Linked DNA regions of Gossypium hirsutum: region 2 is linked to region 1. A link is a contact called in public Hi-C data. All regions are on one chromosome and are shown on one strand. Each heading gives the region's core, a stretch centred on a gene start, on an enhancer-like site or on the middle of the called end of the contact. The rest is flanking DNA. Distances are from core to core; before and after follow the strand shown. Region 1 holds the start of LOC107946210 (palmitoyl-acyl carrier protein thioesterase, chloroplastic-like). Region 2 has its middle 18 kb from the start of LOC121210955.

Region 1 (4,585 bases), core at 1,247-3,746:
AAATTATTGATTTGAGAAAATTAGTTAATTTGATGAATTAACTAATTAAAAGATTAAATCGCAAAAATTGTAAAAGTTTGGAGTAATTGTGCAAATTTGAAAAAAAAGGGTATTAATTGTAAAATAGATTGGAAATGAAATATATGCTAATAAATGAGTAATTTTATATTTTAGATCAAGATCCCGTAAATACTCGTGGAAAAGGAAAAATAGCAGAATAGTCCTTGAACTTCTGCAATTACTACAATTCAGTCCAGGTAAGTTCGTACGGTTAAAATTTAACATTTTTAATAATTGGTGATTGATATTATGATATATTCTATTGTTGGAAATGAATTATTGTTTGAATTATAATATCAAATTGGATATTCAGTTTGAATTGAACGCGGGATTTGAGTACAGTCGTGATTTGGTGTATGACGGAGGTTTGGAGTGGAGATGGTATTGGAGGAAGATATCGGCATTTTACCCAAGTAAACCGAGGTTCAACATTTGTTGCGAACTCTCGCGTTATACTTTCTATTTGGTGTAATTCAGGTGGATTAGCTCTTACAAGCTTCTGTTCAACTCTTACGAGCTTCTATTCAGCTTTCGAGCTTCTGTTGGCGTATTCGGGAGGACCAGCTCTTATAAGCTTCTTTTGACGATGTACTCTTACCCGTAAGTCATTCTTCCAATGGAAAATCTCAGTAAGGTAATTTATTTAATGAATTTGAAAGACATGTTATTTATTTTTGTATTTATTTGAATACGGATGCATTTATCGATTGAAATTATGAATGACAATGAGTTCTCTTGGATGATTTTTATTGTTTGATTTATTATAGTTAGTTCTGTAAGTTTTTTGTTTAACTCGTCGAACTTACTAAGCTTCATTAAGCTTACTTGTGTTATTTAATGTCATTGTAGATTTTTGGAAGGTTAGACGATCGGATCGGCACTCAAGTCACACTATCCAGTTTATCTCGATAGTTTTTGAAACATTTAATTCAGATTATATAGCATGTATAGGCTTTTGTGCGGTTTTGGTCAATGTTTGGCTTATGTAAATATTATGAATGATATTTTGTATATATAACCAACTTGCATATTGGTATGAGAATGAGGTATAACTGTGATGCTAGTATGTGTGATATATATATGTATTTGAATTGTAGTGATTGTGGTAACTTTGTTAGGTATATTGATTGGGTATTGTTTGAAAGAGTTGATTAATTGAATTGATGTTTATTTTGTTGTGAAAATGTTATATACTTGTGGTACCATTGAGGGTACATTGGTTAGACACTATTTAGGTTGGTTTGACATGTTTATGGCTTGATTATTGTCATTTTGGATTGGTATTTTAATTGGTATTTGAGTTTCTTGAGGTCTAAGAAATCTTGAAATGGTGAACTTGTATTTTAAGGTTCATTTTGAGGCCCCACGGCCTGAGACACGGACGTGTGTCTCAGCCACATGTGACACATGGCCATACGACACGGTCGTGTGTCCCCTGTAGGTTCAATGCATACAAGTCAAGCTATTACAGGACCTAGCACATAGCCTGGCACACAAGCATGTGAGGTCATTTCGAAGGGTACACAACTTGGCACACGGGCGTGTGGCTTGGCCGTGTGACCCAAGTCAGTGAGTTACACGGGCTGGGACATGGCCGTGTGTCCCTATTTCGAATGTACACACGGCCTGAGACACGAGTGTGTGTCTCAGCCATGTGACCCCTACAGTTTAAATTTTTCAAATTTTTTCAAAAATTTTCAAATGTTTCTAATTTAGTCCTAAACTATTTTCAAAGTATTTTTAGGGCCTTGAAGGTTCGATTAAGGGACATTATGAATCTATTTGAGTGAAATTTGATTATGTTTGTATTAATATATGATTTGAATGGTTTAATATTCTATTTTTCCGCTAATACTCCGTAACCCTATTCCGGTGACGGATACAAGTTAGAGGTGTTACAGATATCATATGATGTTGTCAATAGAGGGAGAAAATAGGTGTTGTACTATTTTTCCCTTAATTGACCTTGTGTCATTGGATTTTCTTGGTAAGGTTTTTAATAAAGTAACATGTTATACATATCATAGATAGATATGTGTACTCTTTTCCTCCATTAGGAATTTTTTCCCCACAGGTTTTATCTTAGTAAAGTATTAATGAGGAACATTATCTACCAATGGAGATCCAAGAGGGAATGTAATGAATATTTTATTAGTAAAAGGATCTCCATCAAAATCAAAATAAATTTGATATTCTTGGGACTCTAATAGTCATTAGAAGTAATTTTATTTCATTTATACTTCTTATTTCTATAAATATAGACTTTGAAAAAGCATTATAAAACTCCCCTATTAATCAATAAAATATTTTTTTTTTCTTTTGCTCCGCATTTTTCTTTGTTATTTATTCTCTACTCTCTTTATTTCTCTTCGGTTCATAAAAAAATTTTAATCCGAAAATCTTATTTACACATTAAATGAGGTTTACAAATCATTAAGAGTACAACACCGAATATTCTCACAAGTTCCATACATACAATTGGCAACGTTTTTCTTCTGTGTCAAACTTAGGGAAGACAATGGTAATTGTTGAGAATCAGGATCTAATGCTTCCCAAGAAAGACTCTTAACATTGTATCAATAGGATGGTGAAGAACACCCCCTTAATTTGTGTACCTCTATCAGAGTAGAGGCTTGTGCAACTTCTTGTTTGTTTCTTCGTCTAATTTGCAATATGGCATATACATGAGATTCTTCATTGGAACCTGACAAATTTTAGAACAACAAATATGGCCTATTCGAAAAGACCATAAATATAATAGAAGAATGTCATTCCAAGCATTCGTGATGGATCCTAGGATGATGCAGCGGGTGTTAAATTTGTTGGAACTCATCTCATCAGACATACACAAAATAAGACAAATGGGTGTCTTCTCTTTGTACTGAGAATTACTATAACAAAGCTCCTTACGCTTTGTTCTCTATATGCCGGGAATCTGTCTTGAAAAGGTCCGCCAAGAAATTGCTATAAAATATTTCAATGGCACCTACTCTGTTCCAAACTTTTTTTACACCTAGGGCAGACAAAAATAAGCAATGTTTACTTTCTCTTGCCCAGTCTCCTTTTCCATCAGTTGTTCCAGTTCGAATGGTAATATTCAAAACCATGGAGATTACAGAGTGAATATCAACGTTAATGGGAGTAGTTGTACAAGGAGGCCCATTAAGCATCATACATTATTGAATGAAGTTGGTGTAAAAGAAGGTTCCACTTCACTCAGTGCTATCCAATTCCTTGAAAACGGGCACATAAGCGAAGAGAAGATTCGGCAGAGAATTCCGAGGCAGAAGCAGCTGGTTGATCCATACCGTCAAGGCCTCATCACTGAAAGGGGAGTTGGGTATAGACAGACGGTAGTCGTCCGCTCTTACGAAGTTGGCCCTGATAAAACTGCTACATTGGAAAGCCTCCTCAACCTTTTCCAGGTGATTAATTAATCTAATTGTATGCATATATATATAAATATATATGCTTCTTTGCTCTTTCAACCAAACTCCTTTTCAATCACATTATAAGGCTTGGGAATTAATTAATTTTTAATATTCAGAAATAAATACTACTGTTATGTAGGAAACAGCATTAAATCATGTGTGGATGTCTGGACTTCTAAGCAACGGATTTGGGGCCACACATGGAATGATGAGGAACAATCTCATTTGGGTGGTCTCAAGAATGCACGTCCAAGTCGATCACTATCCCATATGGTCAGCCTTTTCATCATAAAATAATGCACTCGTACTAAAGCGTTTCTGATGATAATAAAATAATAATTAATCTCAATTAAATTATACCCCATCTAGCTCTTCCTGCCCTGGCCAACATTTTACAGACTAGAGTACTTACATAAGCACTACAATTGTACTTGGCTCAGGGGAGAGGTAATCGAAATCGACACGTGGGTTGGAGCATCAGGGAAGAATGGGATGAGGCGAGACTGGGTAATCAGGAGCCAAGCCACCGGCAGCACTTACGCACGTGCCACTAGGTATTATACTTGTATGTTTGCAGCCAAAGTTACCATCCCTTCCTTAATTTGTGTGTTTATAAATAAAACATGCAAGCATGCATGATGAAACAGCACTTGGGTAATGATGAACGAGCAAACACGGCGACTCTCAAAGATGCCGGATGAAGTGAGAGATGAAATTTCTCCTTGGTTTATACAGAAACAAGCAATCAACGAAGCTGTTCCCGACAAAATTGTCAAGTTGGATGATAAAGCAAAACATGTGAACTCTGACTTGAAGGTACAATTTACAATTATGCTTCAACAGGTGAGCAGAGAGAGACTAACTCTATATTCATCATGTTGTAGCCAAAGAGGAGTGATTTGGACATGAACCAGCATGTAAATAATGTGAAGTATGTAAGATGGATGCTGGAGGTAAAAGACAGTCTATCTTATATTAACTGTAGTTACCTTAAATCAACTAGTTGATATTCATCACTGTATATATTGGTGCAGACAATCCCTGACAAGTTTTTGGAGTGTCATCAGCTATCTAGTATTATACTAGAATATAGA
Region 2 (4,177 bases), core at 781-3,280, 83 kb before region 1:
ATGGATAAGGTCTATCTATGATGATTTATTGATGCAAGAGAGCTCTTGGTGGATTTGTTTGAATAGGTGCAGGATAGACACAATTAAATTTAGATCATCCTCATCGATATGGCGCCCTCCTCCGGAAGTATGTTTAAAGTTCAATGTATGTGGGATAACAAATGAAAATAGTGTAGGTTGTGGAGGTGTTTTGAGAGATATGGAGGGTGTTGCAAGAGCTCTATTTTCAGGTCCTATTGCAACAAATGATGTTGATTCGGCAGAGGCAGGAGTGGTGCTGTTAGCATTGGAAGTATGTATATCTTTAGAATGTAAGATAAATGACTTATTGTTTGTAGAAATTGGTTCTAATGTGATGTTCAATTGGTGTGCAAACAAGTTGATGAGACCATGGTCACTATAATCAACATTTGTAGATATTGAGAGGAAAATTAAGAAAGTAGGTAGTGTTGTATTTTCGATGGAAGATAAGAAAGGAAATTAAATGGCCTCAACCTTGGCGATAGCAGGTACAAATCGTGGAGACATGTTTAAAGCTTGGTGGTGAGTATTAGACTTGATATCAAACGTCAGTTTTTAATTGTAGAAAATGTTATATTATGGGATGCTGTAAATTTGAACTTTTAAATGTTGTTCTTATTGTATTTACAATAGATCAATTCGAATAAAGCAAAAAAAAAAATATTCCCTATATGAAATAACAATCACCTTTGAAGATATAACCCTAATCATGAGTTTTCCAAGAGAAAGAGTTGTTGCAAATGATGTGGCTTAATTTGATTTAGATCCATAAATGAATAGGCTAATTGAGCATTATCCAATCGATGATGAGGATGATATCAATAGAGAGTAAAGTTTATTTAGTTGAATACATTGGTGAAGCATTTGCTAGTAGATGATGTGACCAATAAAGGGTTAAAGCAGTATATTAGAGTGTACATACTGTACATCATCGGTGAAATGCTTATGTGTAAGTCTGAGATTTGGGAGTCAGTAATAGTTAATGTATTTGCCTTTATTTGAAGACCTCAAATATGTTTCCACGTACAATTGGAGGTTTGCGCTACTGACATTATTGTACCAAACACTTTTCAGAGTGACCAGCCAGTTAAAAATAATTAAACAATTGCTACACCCTAATATGGATATGATCATTTATAGCATCCATCCTTCCCATCCACTCTTGTTCACTAGCAAAAAGGTAAAAATATATTTTATATTAAACATTTGCAACGTATTCGAGGTTATAACTTTAATGTGCTTTATAAGTAATTAATATAATTGTTAAAAACATAAAATAAGCTATGGTTTATAACATAGTTATAATTTTAGTTAATTTTTATTTTAAATTCTAAACCATAACCATGAAAGAAAATCTCCAAAGATTTATTAATTTGTATAAAAGAGATTTTAAAGACTTATATTAAAAATAATTTAAGAATAAATTAAACCTTCAATCGAAAATAATATCCATTTAAACTCTTAATCAAAATTAAATATTTAATTAAGCCCTTAAGTCGACACGTTCTGTGAAAGCCCTTAAATGCCTTTAACTTTGTCACGTGGTACATTAAAGTTTTGCCACATGGCAAAATTTAATAAATTCTCTTAAATTAAAAAAAAAGTTAAAAATCATAAAAAAATTTAAAATTCAATCTTTGCAAAAAAAATTTAAAAGATAATTTTAAAAAAATTATTAAAAAAACTGAAAAAATATTAAATATAAAAAATAATAGAAAATCATTTAAAAATAAAAATAGAAATTTTAAAATTATAAAAAATATAAAAAATTAGAATTTTTATACACCCAAGTCACCTGTTGTGGCCTCCGCCATATACACCCAAGCTACCTTACTATCCACTACCGCTGGTCAAATCACCACCAACATTGCCTCCAAAGTCACCAGTATACCCCAATCCACCAATAGTGAACCCACTAACACCATCGGTTTTACTACCTCCATCACTTCCAATTGTGAACCCACCAACACCATCGATTCTACCACCACCATCACCACCTATTGTGAACCTACCAACGCCTCCTATCGTGAAGCCACCTCCCACCACCAACGGCGCGAAAGCACATGTTGTCCTGTCCTACAAGGGCTATTGAATTTAGACACTGCAATTTGCCTTTGTACTACGATCAAAGCCAAGCTTTTGAATATCAATATTATAATCCCATAGACCTTCAGGTCCTCATTCACTGTGGTAAAACTCCACCTTTAGGGTTTCAATGTCCAACACAATGATGAAAAAAAAAACCATGTTTTTTTCGATGACAAATAAAAAATATTTTCATTTCGTGTTATATGTTTTTTTTAATAATCAATGGTGTGTTGCTGGTTGATGATTATCATAAACACGTGTCTTTGGTTAGATCTTTTAATAACAAAAATTTTAATTTTTAAAAATTCTATTTTTTATTGTTAAATGATTTTATATTATGGTTAATATTTTGTTTTAAAAAAACTAAAAAATTTTAAATTTTTTTTATATTTTTTTAAAAAAAAGAGAAATTACTAAATTTTGCTATGTGGACAACCATTACGTGTCATATGGTAAAGTAAACGATGTTAAGGGGCTTTCATAGAAAATGTCGATTCAAGGGCTTAAGTTCGATTAAAGGTTCAATTAGATATTGTTTTAGATTGAGGGCTTAAATGATTATTGAATTATTTTTAATGAATTTTTTATATTATAATCCAAATTTAAAAGGTAAGTTAAAATTATTGAATTGAACATGGAGTAATTTCAAATATTATTTGGAAATTAAAATAAAAAAGAGAAAAGGTCAGATAATTTTAATTGCGGATAAAAAAATTGTAAGTGGGAATGAAGTTGCATGGGTTTTTGGTATTCAAATAATGTTTGATAGCTGAAGGTGGTTATGTTAGAATTTTGGGCCATATAAATTGTTAGTTATTGGACTGCTGAGTTTAGTGGTTCGGTTTAATTTGTATTTGCGAATACACATGTTCACCCTAACTCAGCCATCCTCAACATCATTTTTTGTAATTTTCAAACGTTGAGTCATTCTACTTTTTTACTTAAAATATTTCAGTTTTTTCATCTAATTTTTATCATAAGTTATAAAAAAGTAATATAACTTTTTTGTCCTTACTATTTATAGTTTTTAATCAATTTGGTCCTTACCCTAAATTTTTTTAAAAATTAATATTTTTTCATATTAAAAAAAACATAAAATTATAAGAAATATAATTTTTTAAAATCTAAAACTATGAAAAAAAAAACAGAAACTATTTAAAATTCAAAAAATAGAAAATAAAAAATCATTTTAAACATATATAAAAATTTTGAAATTCAATGTTGCCTGAACCAAACTAAATCGGCCAATCGAATCGGTTGGATCAAAAATTGATTGGGGTATCGATTCGGTGAGAGGTAAAAGTTATTTTGAAATTCAATTAGTCCATATCAGCTCACGGGTCAACTGATCTTTTTTACTTCTCATTGGATCAAAATCCTAGCTGATTTTCTGTCCAATCGGTCTGGTTAGCTGATTCAGTCCAATTAAGACAACATTGAATTTCGAAATTTTTTATATATATTTAAAATGATAACTTTCATTTTCTATTTTTTGCATTTTAAATAGCGTATATCTTTTTTTCATAATTTTAGATTTTTTAAAAATATATATTTTTAATTTTTTATGTTTTTTATTTATAATATGGAAAAAAAACCAGTTACTTTTAAAAGGTAATGATCAAATTGATAAAAAACTGCAAAAATTGAAGACTATTTTTTTTATCTTTTTATAACAACCACTAACAACAAAATTAGACGGAGGGATCAAGACTTTTAAATAAAAAGTACAATGGTTTATGTCCAAAATTAAAGTATATGGATTAAATTCTAAATTTTAAAAGAATATACAAACCTTTAATATATTTAAACCTAATTTTTTCTATACCTGGATTCAACCCTATGTATATTTAAACTAACCTTTTTTTCAATAAAGATCGATGAGGTACAAAGTATTTTTATTGAAAAATTTAAGTTAAGATGCTCCCCTAAGTATATGCTTAAGTATAACTTGACCATACACCTTTATATGCTCCTACGAACAAAAAAAAATACAATATGAATATGTCAAAAAGTCTTATACAAGTATATATCTAAAACCTATACAAAGCATTCTAACATGTGTATAATT

Evidence for each region. Hi-C and Micro-C count contacts between places; a contact is called where the count stands out from the background.
Region 2: a contact with region 1 is called in a Hi-C map of fibers, with 3 times the contacts expected there. The contact joins the enhancer-like site here to the promoter of LOC107946210 in region 1. A contact is called at or near these places in 10 of 34 Hi-C or Micro-C datasets (anther, fibers, hypocotyl and 3 more).

Annotation. Positions count from the first base shown.
Region 1 is chrA12:89,112,310-89,116,894 of Gossypium_hirsutum_v2.1, reverse strand. It overlaps LOC107946210 (palmitoyl-acyl carrier protein thioesterase, chloroplastic-like), which reads left to right and starts at 2,496. Exons shown (of 6, transcript XM_016880441.2): 1 at 2,496-3,485; 2 at 3,631-3,764; 3 at 3,932-4,045; 4 at 4,139-4,307; 5 at 4,376-4,444; 6 at 4,526-4,585. The coding sequence starts at 3,096.
Region 2 is chrA12:89,195,489-89,199,665 of Gossypium_hirsutum_v2.1, reverse strand. No RefSeq gene overlaps it. Among protein-coding and RNA genes, the nearest start is that of LOC121210955, 18 kb to the left of the region's middle. Within about 2 kb of position 2,030, at least 2 of the 9 cell types and tissues checked have an H3K27ac peak or open chromatin away from gene starts, as enhancers often do. A contact at or near this core is called in fibers, where this site is marked.